Linked DNA regions of Mus musculus: regions 1, 3 and 4 are each linked to region 2. The links are chromatin contacts, called in public promoter capture Hi-C maps. All regions are on one chromosome and are shown on one strand. The core of a region is the stretch at or near the end of the contact, and the rest is flanking DNA. Distances in the headings are between cores, read along the strand shown.

Evidence for each region. Promoter capture Hi-C pulls out the DNA fragments that hold promoters and counts their contacts.
Region 1: a promoter capture Hi-C map of hippocampal neurons shows a contact between it and region 2, with 6 times the contacts expected there. The contact joins the promoter of Fbxo44 here to the promoter of Angptl7 in region 2. A contact is called at or near these places in 20 of 39 promoter capture datasets (the 3T3-L1 cell line, 3T3-L1-derived adipocytes, the C10 cell line and 13 more), 11 of 115 datasets of contacts at active chromatin or transcription factors (SST interneurons, astrocytes, bone marrow-derived macrophages and 8 more) and 1 of 9 other capture datasets (liver).
Region 3: a contact with region 2 is called in a promoter capture Hi-C map of the HPC-7 cell line. The contact joins the enhancer-like site here to the promoter of Angptl7 in region 2. A contact is called at or near these places in 10 of 39 promoter capture datasets (the 3T3-L1 cell line, the HPC-7 cell line, cranial neural crest and 7 more), 1 of 15 datasets of contacts at CTCF or cohesin (large pre-B cells) and 2 of 484 Hi-C or Micro-C datasets (cortical neurons and nephron progenitors).
Region 4: a promoter capture Hi-C map of hippocampal neurons shows a contact between it and region 2, with 5 times the contacts expected there. The contact joins the enhancer-like site here to the promoter of Angptl7 in region 2. A contact is called at or near these places in 16 of 39 promoter capture datasets (the 3T3-L1 cell line, 3T3-L1-derived adipocytes, the C10 cell line and 12 more), 1 of 15 datasets of contacts at CTCF or cohesin (pro-B cells), 4 of 484 Hi-C or Micro-C datasets (the N1E-115 cell line, colorectal tumor organoids, embryonic stem cells and 1 more) and 8 of 115 datasets of contacts at active chromatin or transcription factors (astrocytes, bone marrow-derived macrophages, embryonic basal ganglia and 5 more).

Annotation. Positions count from the first base shown.
Region 1 is chr4:148,158,563-148,161,486 of GRCm38.p6, reverse strand. It overlaps Fbxo44 (F-box protein 44), which reads left to right and starts at 1,393. Exons shown (of 6, transcript NM_173401.5): 1 at 1,393-1,744; 2 at 2,664-2,924. The coding sequence starts at 2,686. It overlaps Fbxo2 (F-box protein 2), which reads right to left and starts at 819. Exons shown (of 6, transcript NM_176848.1): 1 at 776-819. The coding sequence starts at 797.
Region 2 is chr4:148,499,113-148,502,150 of GRCm38.p6, reverse strand. Angptl7 (angiopoietin-like 7) reads left to right here and starts at 1,689. Exons shown (of 5, transcript NM_001039554.3): 1 at 1,689-2,210. The coding sequence starts at 1,862. The region is part of intron 28 of Mtor (mechanistic target of rapamycin kinase); the gene reads right to left.
Region 3 is chr4:148,106,552-148,109,449 of GRCm38.p6, reverse strand. Draxin (dorsal inhibitory axon guidance protein) reads left to right here. Exons shown (of 7, transcript NM_027426.3): 6 at 1,426-1,515. Among named protein-coding and RNA genes, the nearest start is that of Agtrap, 20 kb to the right of the region's middle. Within about 2 kb of position 1,334, at least 45 of the 459 cell types and tissues checked have an H3K27ac peak or open chromatin away from gene starts, as enhancers often do. A contact at or near this core is called in the HPC-7 cell line, where this site is marked.
Region 4 is chr4:148,175,308-148,178,074 of GRCm38.p6, reverse strand. No RefSeq gene overlaps it. Among named protein-coding and RNA genes, the nearest start is that of Fbxo2, 16 kb to the right of the region's middle. Within about 2 kb of position 1,309, at least 9 of the 459 cell types and tissues checked have an H3K27ac peak or open chromatin away from gene starts, as enhancers often do. A contact at or near this core is called in the HPC-7 cell line and hippocampal neurons, where this site is marked.

The sequences.
Region 1 (2,924 bases), core at 144-2,643, 340 kb after region 2:
CTGAGCCCAGGGACTTCCTGGGAGCAGGAAGAAAACGGTAGCCTATTCTGGGGCCCTGTGGATGATGTTGAAGCCAGGCACCGACTGAGAGTGAGGACTTGGGAGTAGGAGGGAAGACTGGCCACCTCTGTTCCCTCACCTCCTCCCCTAAAGAGTGAACACTCCGAGCTGAGCATAGTTAGTGAGGAAGGGATAAGAGTCAAGGCAGGCAGGTCTGACTCAGCAAGCAGCCCCCTACAGGCCCAGCAGGGAGCCGGAGGGCAGAAGGGGTGGGGTCTTTGGTGCCAGAAAAGATGACTGGGCAATCCTTGAGGACCCAGAGCTTCTGCCAAAAGCAGCCTTCCTCACCCCTAGCCTGGTTCCCACGGAACAGCCCCGCTACTCCAATACAAGACGGCCCCTCCAGAGAAGGGAGTCCCTCAGGAAGCTAGGATGGAGGCAGGATAAAGTTTGTAAACCCTAGGACCCCGCGGGGACTCCGGAGGCTCAAGAGGCAGGGAGGGCAGCGCTAGCAAATGGAAGAAGTTCATGGAAGCAAAAGCTTGCAAGAACCCGGCTCTCAAACCCCAGGAAGTCTGGAGCCTGAGATGCCAGAGTCCTCCGATGCCATTTTGGAGACCCAGGCGTCCTCCTCCCTCCACACCACGACACCAGGCAGAAACCTGCTCCCTAGACTATCTCTAGGGTTTTCCTGGCGCGAAAGTTTGAGCGCCTTCTGCGGCGCTGGTCCGCCCTGTCTCCCGAGTCTGTATCTAGCGGGGCCAGCAGCGGATACCTGGATCACCATCTCCATCCATCGCTGCGGTGCTGTCAAGAGAGAAGAGCCTGAGCGCTGCGGGTGGCGAGTCCTGGAGCTGCCCGCGTCAGCCGGGCCCGCGCCGCCGCGCCTCTTAAAGGCCCCGTGCGCCCCGCCTCTGGCCCCCGGCTAAGGGCTGGGAGTCCTGTACCCCCCCACCCCCACCCCCCGCCCCGTAACCCAAGGTGCGGCTTCCGGGAGGAGCCTGGGACTGGAGAGGGGCAGGGACAGCTACAGAATGGGTGGGCTTCTAGTGTGCCTGGAGGATGACTGCAGGAGGACATATGGAGTCGGACTACTGGGGAGTAGAGGGTGCTGGCGCCGAGCCCAGTGGAGTTGGGGGTATCGGAGCTTTCCTCCTCCCCAACCCCCCAGGTAATTTTCCTACGCTGTGATGGGGGCGAATCCGGGGAGTGCGCGGGTGAGGCGGGGCCTGAAGGAATGGTGGGCGGGGCCTTGAGGGCAGTGGGCGGGGCCGCATCGTGAACCAACTCTGGCAGAAAGGCGCAGTTCCAGTACCCAGCGTTGTGGGGCAGCCGGACTAAAAGCTGGTGACGGAGAAAATGGGGTGGGGCGTGGGGCGTGGTCTGACAAACAGTGGGCGGGTCGCACCCCGGGCCTCCATTGGTCCGTAAGGCTCATCCCCAGGATCCAAGGGTATGGCGCAGCGCGACCAAAAGTAGTTGACAAGGAGAATGGGGAGGGAGAGGGGCCAGTGTTGTGGGATGGGGATGGGGCGGGGTCTGATGAGTAGTAGGCGGGGCTGTGTCTTGGGTGCTGTTCTCCAACGTAACCCGGCTAAGAGCAGGTGACAGAAGGAGGGGAGCAGTGAGCGCCCCAGCAAGGAGACGTTTGGCGGGCAGTAGGCAGGTCTGCCTTCCGGGCCACGCAGGCTCGGGCTGTACAGCCCCACGGCCTGGCAGGATCGCTCAGCGCGACGGATCGCAGGTGACTGCGGGAGGGGGAGCGCCCAGTTCGGGGACTGAGGCACAGTGGGCAGAGACCTAGAGGGGAGGGGGGGGGCGCGCGCGCTCTGCGATCATGAGGGCCTAGCGCCTTTAAGGCCCAGGCCTCAGGCTTTCTCCCCTCCCCTCCCCCCACTGTACTGTGAGGCTTCGAAGAACTGGGCTATGGACGCCATCGGTGCTCAGAGATCTGAATCTGGTCTTGAGCAAGGTAGCCCGTTTTAGAGCCAAGCATAAATGGGAGACTGCAGGGGGCCGGGGCGGGTGGGGGGGGTGCGGGAGGGAGATAGGAAGGCTCTTTTCCACTCGTACATCTTTCCTCAGGCTCAGGTAAACGGGTCATATTCTCTGAGATCTTAAGAACGTCACTGAGCCCTTTGTACTCCGTGACCGGTCCTGAGGGCCAGTGATAACCCCCGATCATCATCTCTGTCCCTTTCCCCGTGTGGGGGATGGGGAGGAAATGAAGAGTGGCAAGCTGGAGGGCTCACAAGGCCTCCCATTGTTACCCTCCTCTTAAAAGACTGCTGGCCTATTGAAAATGGCTGGCTCTACCTTCAGTGAGAGCCGGAGCTGCCTCCCCTCCTCTCCTGTTTGTGTGACCTTGGGAAGGTCCCTGGGCGTCCTTAGAGGCTGTTCTTAGGTGCCCGGGTTGGGGGAAATCAGATCTCATGGTTTATTAAGCAACTCCCCGGCCCATGCACCTTGAGCTTCTAGTGACCCAGGAGGGAACTACCATGCCCCAGCCCCTCGTCCCGTTTACTGTGGAAACAGAAGGTCAGAACAGCACAGCAACTCTGTGGCCCCCCGCAGAGTTGGGAATCTCTCTATCCCTGGGTGCTGGGATTGCCACTCGCCAGGGAGAAGGCTCGGTGTATAGCACGGCTCTCCAATACCCACAGGAGCTGGCTAGGAGACGCCACCATGGCAGTAGGCAACATCAACGAGCTGCCAGAGAACATCCTGCTGGAACTGTTCATCCACATCCCAGCTCGCCAACTGCTGCTGCGCTGCCGACCGGTCTGCAGCCTCTGGCGAGACCTCATTGACCTGGTTACACTCTGGAAGCGCAAGTGCCTTCAAGAGGGCTTCATCACCGAGGACTGGGACCAGCCTGTGGCTGACTGGAAGATCTTCTACTTCCTGCGCAGCCTCCAGAGGAA
Region 2 (3,038 bases), core at 440-2,939:
TGGTGTCTGGCTTATCTCATGATGCTGAAGGTAATCCCCTACACCAGTGTGTTGTGACTTTGCCTTCTACCTCCAGAATTTAAATGCAGAATTGAGATTTTATGTATGGTGTGATGTGAAGATCAAAATGCGAATGCTTTCTGCTTGAATATTAAGCAGCTGGCTTACTGTGCTCACTGCAAAGGTTGACCTGGCCCTGGTGCTCACTCTCCTCTGCACTAAGACACTGTAGTTCCAGGGCAGGAGGGTCAGCTAGGATGCTACTTATATGATCATTTGGGACATGACTTAAATACAGCCTCACTGGATAGATATGACATTACCTTAAAGAGCTCCACAGAGTTTAGCAGACTCTGATGCTGAACACTAATAAACTCCACAGAACCAACAAAGGCTCTACAGCCCTGCTAAACTAGCTATTCCCTGAGAAAACTAAGAAAGAGCAGGGACTAGCACAGTGCCATCACCCAGTCAGATACTCTGAGAAGGTAGCTAAGAAGATGTTAGTAACAACCTGGTGCCCAAGGAGGCAAAAAAGACAGGAGTGAGAGGAAACAGACAGTCGTCTGTCTGAGCACCCAATGCTTATATTCAGAAATGGGTCCCTGCTAAGTAACTCCAGCTGTCTGAGCAGAAATCACTTTCCGAGGAGCCAGAAACCCATCTGGGAAAGACTCTGAGGGATCAGGGTAGGCAAAGCTGTAGGACCCACACTATAAAGTCAGACAGAGCTCCTGCCATAAGGACAGAGGGACCTTTGTACAGTTATAGGGAAAGTTCCATCTTTTACATGATTTCAGAAGAGCAGTGCCCTTCAATTAAAGGTATGAAAGCTGCCATCACCCCGTTTTCTCAGACACTGTGTACGTAGGTATAGGGGCCAGCATCAAGCTGCAAACCACGCTGCAGGCACAGAGGGAATCGAGCCTTCTGATCTGCATGTACTAGGGAATCTTCTCTCTGAGTCTGAGCCTTGGGTAAAGGTCAGGCCCACTCACTGCTGCCCAGACAGAACCTGACAGAAGTGTGGATGACCAACCCCAGACCACGCCTGGCATGGCTGAGACTTTCTCTCTGCCCCAAACTATGACAACTCCTTGTAAATGTTGAAAGATCGTTTTAGAAGGAGAATGTGTAAAGAGGAAGACAGCCCCACAGATGCAAACCACCTGACGCCCAAGGATCAGGTTCAACAGGATTTTGAAGAACACCGAATGATGGCCAGACAAAGCCCTGTTAAGACTCATCTCAGCCCAGATAAACCAGGACCTGGAGTAAACAGCATGCATTACCTTAGCCAGCCTCCCTGGCTCAGCAGTCTCCAGTCCAACTCTTTCTTGCTACCTCACCCTCAATCTGTGTTATATAACCTTCAGACAGGAGTTGGGAAAGTCTTCCACTCTGCCTGTCTGCTGATAGAGCTGAGCCAGTGGCTGGCAGGCCATAATCTAATAGGCGCAACTGGAAACAAGTTCACAGCTCCTGTCTGAGCCCAGAGACTGTACAGACGAGGAAACAAACACTGCCCTGTCCCCCTCCTCCTCTCCTCTGGCCTAGGTTTACGCTGACTTCACTCAACAGGCACCTGACCCTCCCAGATGAGGTGGGAGGGGCTTTAGCACACAGGGCCCTCGTAGGGGTGGAGGTACAGCAGCAACAATATTTAAGATGCTGCCTTGGTGGGGTATTCAGACTAAGGAAGGAAAGAGTTCCATTTCAGAATCTCTAGCTTTAAGAAAGGCTAAGCAAGCACACAGAGGAAGGAGATCACGGGGAAGGAAGAAAACTGCCAGTGTGGGTCAGAGAAAGAAGCTTCCTACTTCTCCAGGGACAGACTCTAAGGGGAACAGGCCTGCACACCATGCTGAGGGAGACCTGGCTATGTGTTATCCTTGTAGCCTTTGTCAGCCACCCAGTGTGGCTGCAGAAGCCTCATAAACGCAAGACACAGCTCAAAGCAGCGGGCTGCTGTGAGGAGATGAGGGAGCTCAAAGCCCAGGTGGCCAACCTCAGCAGTCTGCTGGGAGAGCTGAGCAGGAAGCAGGAGAGCGACTGGGTCAGTGTGGTCATGCAGGTGATGGAGCTGGAGAGCAGCAGCAAGCACATGGAGTCTCGGCTCAGCACTGCCGAGAGCAAGTACTCTGAGATGAACAACCAGATTGACATCATGCAGCTGCAGGCTGCGCAGACCGTCACGCAGACCTCGGCAGGTAAGTGCTGCCTCCACACTCCTCACCGTGCGCCTGCTCAAGGTCTCCTGGCCCCAGCTCTGCTTCTGGATAGCCTGCTCAACAACTTCGGGGGCTTTTGGGAATGTACGATCTATGATTGCACAAGCTTTGGGCTAGTGATATCCTGCGAGTTTAGCCAGGACATTTGAAGAAAACCTTTGTATTCAACAAAGGACAGACTCCTCGTGTTCTTCAATTCTGATCTTCTTTCTCCCATGGTGGCTAATAAAATTCTTCCAAATAATAGAGAGAACAAGTAAATGTAATGCTGAAGTGCTGACCTTTTAGTGGCTGAAAATAAGGAAGGCACACGCAGTGAGTTATTTGAGAAAAAAACATTCAGTTGTTGGTTAACTTGGCACAGATGAGCTAATAAATGAATCGCTGCTCAGATGAAGATCTAATTTTCTGAGGTTACTGGAAAACATTTGGAGTAAGTATATTTTATAGATGAAGCATTTCTTACTAATGCTTACTGCACAATAAACCAAGTCAAGAAGACATGATTAGCTTCTTGTGAGTAAGACCTTGGCTATCATTGGTTCAGACAAAGAAAAAGTTTTGCTGAAAGTTAAGCCTGAAAAGTCTGTTAGCTAATTAAACAAAAACAAATGATTTCAGAGCTTGGGCCTCCTGACCCTCAGTTTGAAAACAGAAAGTTAGGGGTTCTCATTTACCAAAAGGAGGGAGAGAGAGAGAGTGTGTGTGTTCATTTGTTCTGTGAGATGGAACTGGTCATGTTGGCCAGGCCAGATGCACGCAGGGCTGACTGTACCACTTCTTGCTCCTAGAAGTCGGCTGGGAGGA
Region 3 (2,898 bases), core at 85-2,584, 390 kb after region 2:
CACCAATTTCCTGAGAGTCACTACCATACACTGACTCACAGAATGACCTCAGAAAGAGGTGGTGGAGGGGGAGGGCAAGCGAGCCTGGGCCAACTTGGTTCCTAAGCTTCTTACCCATATCCCACCCTGCCCTGAGTCAGATGGCCTGCTCCTAACCTTGTCCTCTGAACACCCGCAGGGGTTAATTCAGTCTCCTCATCATGGCACCAACTGGCATTCTGGGGACAGTGTAAGTGACACTGTTGCTTGTTCAACAGCTCTACCTATCAGGTCAGGATAAATGGAAGGGGCCTTCTGTTTGATTAGAGTCCGGACTGATGGCCCTGTGGCATCCAGAGGACCTCTTCAGAGCAGACTGGGATAGACTTCGATGCTGTGGAGGGGAAATGCCTACCATCAGAGCACTTGGGAGGTGGAGGCAGGAAGATCAAGAGTTCAAGGTCGTCTTGGGGGTACAGAGAGAGTTCCAGGCCAGACCCTGTCTTGGGTGCTTATCTAGGACATTGGTGGTTATATTTATTAAAGGCAAGAGAGGAAACAAGATGACAGGAAAACCTCGGGTCTGATGTCATGCTGGCTCTGCAGGAGCTGTGGAGAAAATCCTGCCAGAAAAGCCCTGTGCTGAGCAGAATGGTGGCCCCGGTGCTGGCTGGCGGTTGCCTGAAGCTGCTGAGGAAGGGGTGGTTGGGACATGAGCCAAGGTGGCCCCTGAAACTGCTCACAGCAGGAGACCAGTGACTCATGTCCCTTCTTGCCACTAAATAATGAGTGCTTTGGGAGACGAGAGGGAGCTGGAGAGACCCAAGGAGCCATCTCCAAGGCACCAACCACATCAGTAGGAGAGTCTGCAAAGTAGAAGCCATTCGGCATTGCAGAAGACACACAGCACAGACAGGCTGTCTGCATCCTGAGTGTGAAGAAAAAGCTGAAGTCAGGGCCAACAGGACAGAACTTGGAAGCTAGCTTTGTAATGGGCAAAGAGATGCCTCGGCCCTGCCTAGATTTGCCCTGAACCCTACCTACCCCCACGCCCAGGGCTTCAGTTTCCCCATCTGTCCAAGAGGATGTTGTTGGTCCATGATCCCGGAGGCCCCTTGCAGCTCTCAGCAGACTCTACCTCTGGCACCCCTAGCTGTTACAACCCCATCCCTGGGAAGTAAAACCCCACACCACCTTTGATCCTCCCATGATCAATCAAGTGGCCCATCTGGGGAGGCTCAAGTCTCTGCCACCCGTCTCTGGGGACTTTATCCATGACATCCAGCAGCGGTCCCGGCCCAGAGCCTTGCACACCAGATGGCCTGCTAGGGCATGGCCTGCCACACATATGATGGATCTCCTGTCCGGTGGGACTCTGTAGGGCAGGCGGCAGGCAGGGAGGAGCCGCTCAGCTTGGCTGACCACATGTGCTTGCTATGTTGCCAGGAACTTGCTGTGACCTCCGGGAACATCTCTGCACACCCCACAACCGCGGCCTCAACAACAAATGTTTCGACGACTGCATGTGCATGGAAGGTCAGTCTGGAGCCTGGGAAGGGGAGAGCCCTCCCCCACCGACTCTGCTCCCAGAACCTTGAAGCCTTTGTGTCCCAGCCAGCTCCGCAATGAGTGGGGCACGGGGTTTCCCCGGCAGAGGGTGGATGTGGATGGAGGGGCTGCGGAAAAGGGAGTGGGTAGGAGAACCCCCTGGGAACTGAAAGCTCCAGTAGGAACAGCTTCGCTGGGGTCTTCCAATCTGTCAGCTCCGTGTGCTTCCATCCCTGGCACCGGCTCCCAGATTTGTATTTCTCACCTCTTGAAATCCAAGCTGGCACGATCGCTCGGGATCAGGACGGGGAGAAGGGAGGAGACAAAAACATAGTTCTTTAAATAAGATCCAACCTGAGAAGGCTGGCGCTTCTCAGTAGAATTCTAGATAGGAGGCTTTCCAGGTGAGATAGTGGGGAGGCTGGAGCTGGGTGGGTTTCCAAGCAGTCACTGGGAGAGGCTCGCTGGGTTATTCCTTTAACTGCCCTGAGCACCAGCCTTGAGAGGAAGCGTGTGCCCACCGCGCACATGTGCCTGTTGGTGCCTGCTCTACGCTGAGTTCTTTCTTTCCTGGAAATGTTCTAAGGCAGAGCTATGCTAAATTGCATAGACCGTTCTCAAAGTCATGATCCTCCTGCTTCAGCTCCTCAAGCAGCTAGATTACAGGTCTATGCCACCATTGCTGGCTCTCTCTTTCTCCTTCCTTCTTCTCTTCCTTCTTCTTGTTACTATCACAGGTAGAAAGAAAGGATCAAGGAGGAGAGAGGGAAAGAGGGAAAGGGAAAGAAATGAAAAGGAAGAGAAAAATTGGCTATGTCGGTATAACACTTGCAACCGCCAGCACTTGAGAGTCTGAAGGGCGACATCATAAGTTTGAGTCCAGCATAGGATGCACAGTGACACCTGGCTTGGAAAAAAACAAACTAGGACTAGCAATTGGTTGGGCATGTAAAGGGCTTGCCCTGCCAGCCTGATGACCTGTATTCAATGCCTGGAATCTGTATAAAGGTGGAAGGAGAGAGCCAAGCAAAGTTGTCTTTTGCCCTTCACCTGCACAGTGCACACACAGACGCACATCAATAAACAAAAATAAATGAAAATGAACCAAAAAAGGAAGAAAGGGGAGAGGGAAAGAGGGAGAGGAGAGAGAGAGAGAGAGAGAGAGAGAGAGAGAGAGAGAGAGAGAGAGAGAGAGAGAGAGAAAGCAATGATGCCATTGATCTGTAATTCAGACTGAGGCAGGAGGATAACGAGTTTGAAGCCTTCCTCTGCAACTTAGCATAACTCTGCTTCAGGAAAAAAAAAAATTTGGAGATAAAATCTCTCAGGCGTCAGAGGCAGGTGGATCTCTGTGTTCAAGGCCAGCCTGGT
Region 4 (2,767 bases), core at 60-2,559, 320 kb after region 2:
GCTGCTCCCCTCCCACACTTCACCCACCTTGCCCTCCCCACTCCTCACCCACCACAAGCTCCCAGCAGCTCCAGGGCACAGCCTGAATCATGACTCAACCCTGGAACATTTCACCTGGCAAGTCACCCCTTGGGATGCAGGGAAGTATCTGGGGCTCCTGTGATTCATGGTGGCAAAGGCCCAGGAAATGAATGCTGGGCCTCCCTCACCCTCCCTTCTCAGTCCCCAGCATCCTTCCCTGGGACACTCAGCTCTGAGGTGACAGAAAGTTAATCAGGGCAGGAGATTGCTCCCTGAGGCATCCAGTCAGAGCTCCTGGTGATAGCCACTAGGTGGGGTCACATGGGCAGGAGTGGGGGCTGGGAAAGTGTGAGGAGGTGCTTTCTGCCCATTACCACCTCCCACTCCTCAGTTTTCCATGTTGCCCCAGGCTCTGTGTTCCATCTTCAGCCCCACATAAAACAGGGCATGGTGGTGCATGCCTATAATCATTGTGTGGTCCCTGAATGGGACTGTCTGCTCTCCACGGCTGCCAGTCACCTTCCTGGGACAGAATCAGCTTGCAGGTGAAGCACACAGAGAGGCATAAATCAAACTTGGCACCTCCTAGTCTGCCGGGCACCGTTCTTTCCAGAACCTGCCCTCTGCCCCTTCAGACCCCAAATCCCAGACTTTCCTGCCCTTCTGGATCGGGGCAATTGACATCAACCCCACACCCGATAATATTGATATCCCAACCTTCTTACTTAGTCCCTTTCCTACTGGTCAACTTATAATAGTTACCTACTGGGTGAACAAAGAGTGAAGGAAGGTGTCTGGGATGCAGTTTGTACAGCTGCCCAGCATGCGTGAAATCCTGGGTTAGATGCCTGACAATCCATAACCAGGTGAATGCCTGTAATTCCAACACTGGGGAAATAGAGGCAGGAAGGTCAGTCTCTCCAGATAATCCTTGGCAATATGCAGAGTTTGAGGCCAGAGTGAGATGCATGAGACCCTGTCTTAGAAGAAGGAGAAGAGGGCTGGTGAGATGGCTCAGTGGGTAAGAGCACCCGACTGCTCTTCCGAAGGTCTGAAGTTCAAATCCCAGCAACCACATGGTGGCTCACAACCATCTGTAACAAGATCTGACGCCCTCTTCTGGAGTGTCTGAAGACAGCTACAGTGTACTTACATATAATAAATAAATCTTTAAAAAAAAAAAAAGGAGAAGAGGAAGAGGAGGAAGTTCGAAGGGCAGAGACAGCTCTCTCTGCCTCCTTCTGTCCCTAATCTCCTCAAAGATCACATACACACACACACACACACTTCCTCTCAGCAGCCATTGTAACTCAGAACTCGACGGGTCACACGGGATTTCCAGCACCTAGACACAAGCATAGCTTTGGGATTTGTTTGTTTGTTCGTTTTCCTTTTTTCTTTCCTCCCACTGTCAAAATAACCCTACTCTCAAGTCTCCCCCTCCCCCTGCTCCAGATGACAGGCATCTGCAGCAAGGAGACTCTTGAGTCCACTGACCTCCAGGTCAGCATCATGTCTCCCATGAAGTCACCACAGAATAGCCCTTGGCCAGGCTTCCAGATGCAGAGACAAGAGAAGAGGTAGTCTGAGTGGGGCTAGTGGGATTTCCGGTTGCCTGGAAACCTCATGGAGGAATGGGGTCCAGAGGATCAGGGTGTGTAGACACCTTTGTAGGGAAGAGAACCCTGAACCCAAAGACCTACATCCAAATTTCTTGCAAAGTCAGCAGGAGGCAACATGGCTGCCCACAGCCAGTCTTCCTCCTTAGTCTGCCTGTCATTCGAGATTTCCTCTAATAAGCAGAGAATATGGAAAAAAGGGACCCCTCAAATGGCTGAAGTTCTCTGGTTGTCTTGGATCATAGGAACTGTGGGTGAGTGACACTCCTAGAACGGGAGCTAGAAGGCAGGGTTTTCACCCCTGGAAAGCAAAAGAGACCCTCTGGAGGAAAGCCCTGCAGTTTGGCAAGGCTGCCCTGATGCTGGGTGGAGAGGGAGCAGAAGTGTGTGGAGGAGAGGCAGGGGCTGATCCCCGAACCCAAAGCTCCCAGCCCCCATCCATCCAGAGCCTTCCGTACTGGGCAGCCACCGAAGCTGGGGCTCAGCAGGACCAGAGAAGTTATTAATCGCTCCACGATGCCGCCGGCCATGGTCCATTTGCTGTTTCCCTTGGTCTGTTTTGAAACTGTGAAATGAGACCCAGTCTTCAAGGCGGCTGCAATAACCATCCCTGATTCTGACATTTAAATTACAGATGGCATTTTCAATTAAACAGGCGCTCTCAGCAGGTTTAATTTAGCTATCAGTTCTGGTCTGTTCTTTAAGTGCTTAAAGGGGGCGGGTGGGGAGACCAATAGTGGATTCTAGGTCTCTTTCTAGAAGCTGGAAATGGGGACACAACAATCCCATGTCCTAGCTCCCACTGGGACTCGCGTGGCTTCCTGCGAACCCACACACTGTGGTCCCTTCCCTCTGCCTCTGTGCATGTGTGCCCAGGAGTGCTAGGGGATCCCAGATCCAACCTCTCAGAAGGATTGGAGCAGCCTCAGGGCCTCAGTGTCTACTGGGTGCAGAGGCCATGCCTCCCCCATCAGATTAGAGAAACTCAGACGGAAGCATCACTTTGTACTAACTAGCTATACCATACGATGGTGTGTATAACCCTGTCTGATCTGTTGAACCTCAGTTCTCTCCTGTACACGAGGAGGTAGAAGAAGACAAGAGAGCAGTATACTTTCCCCACAGAT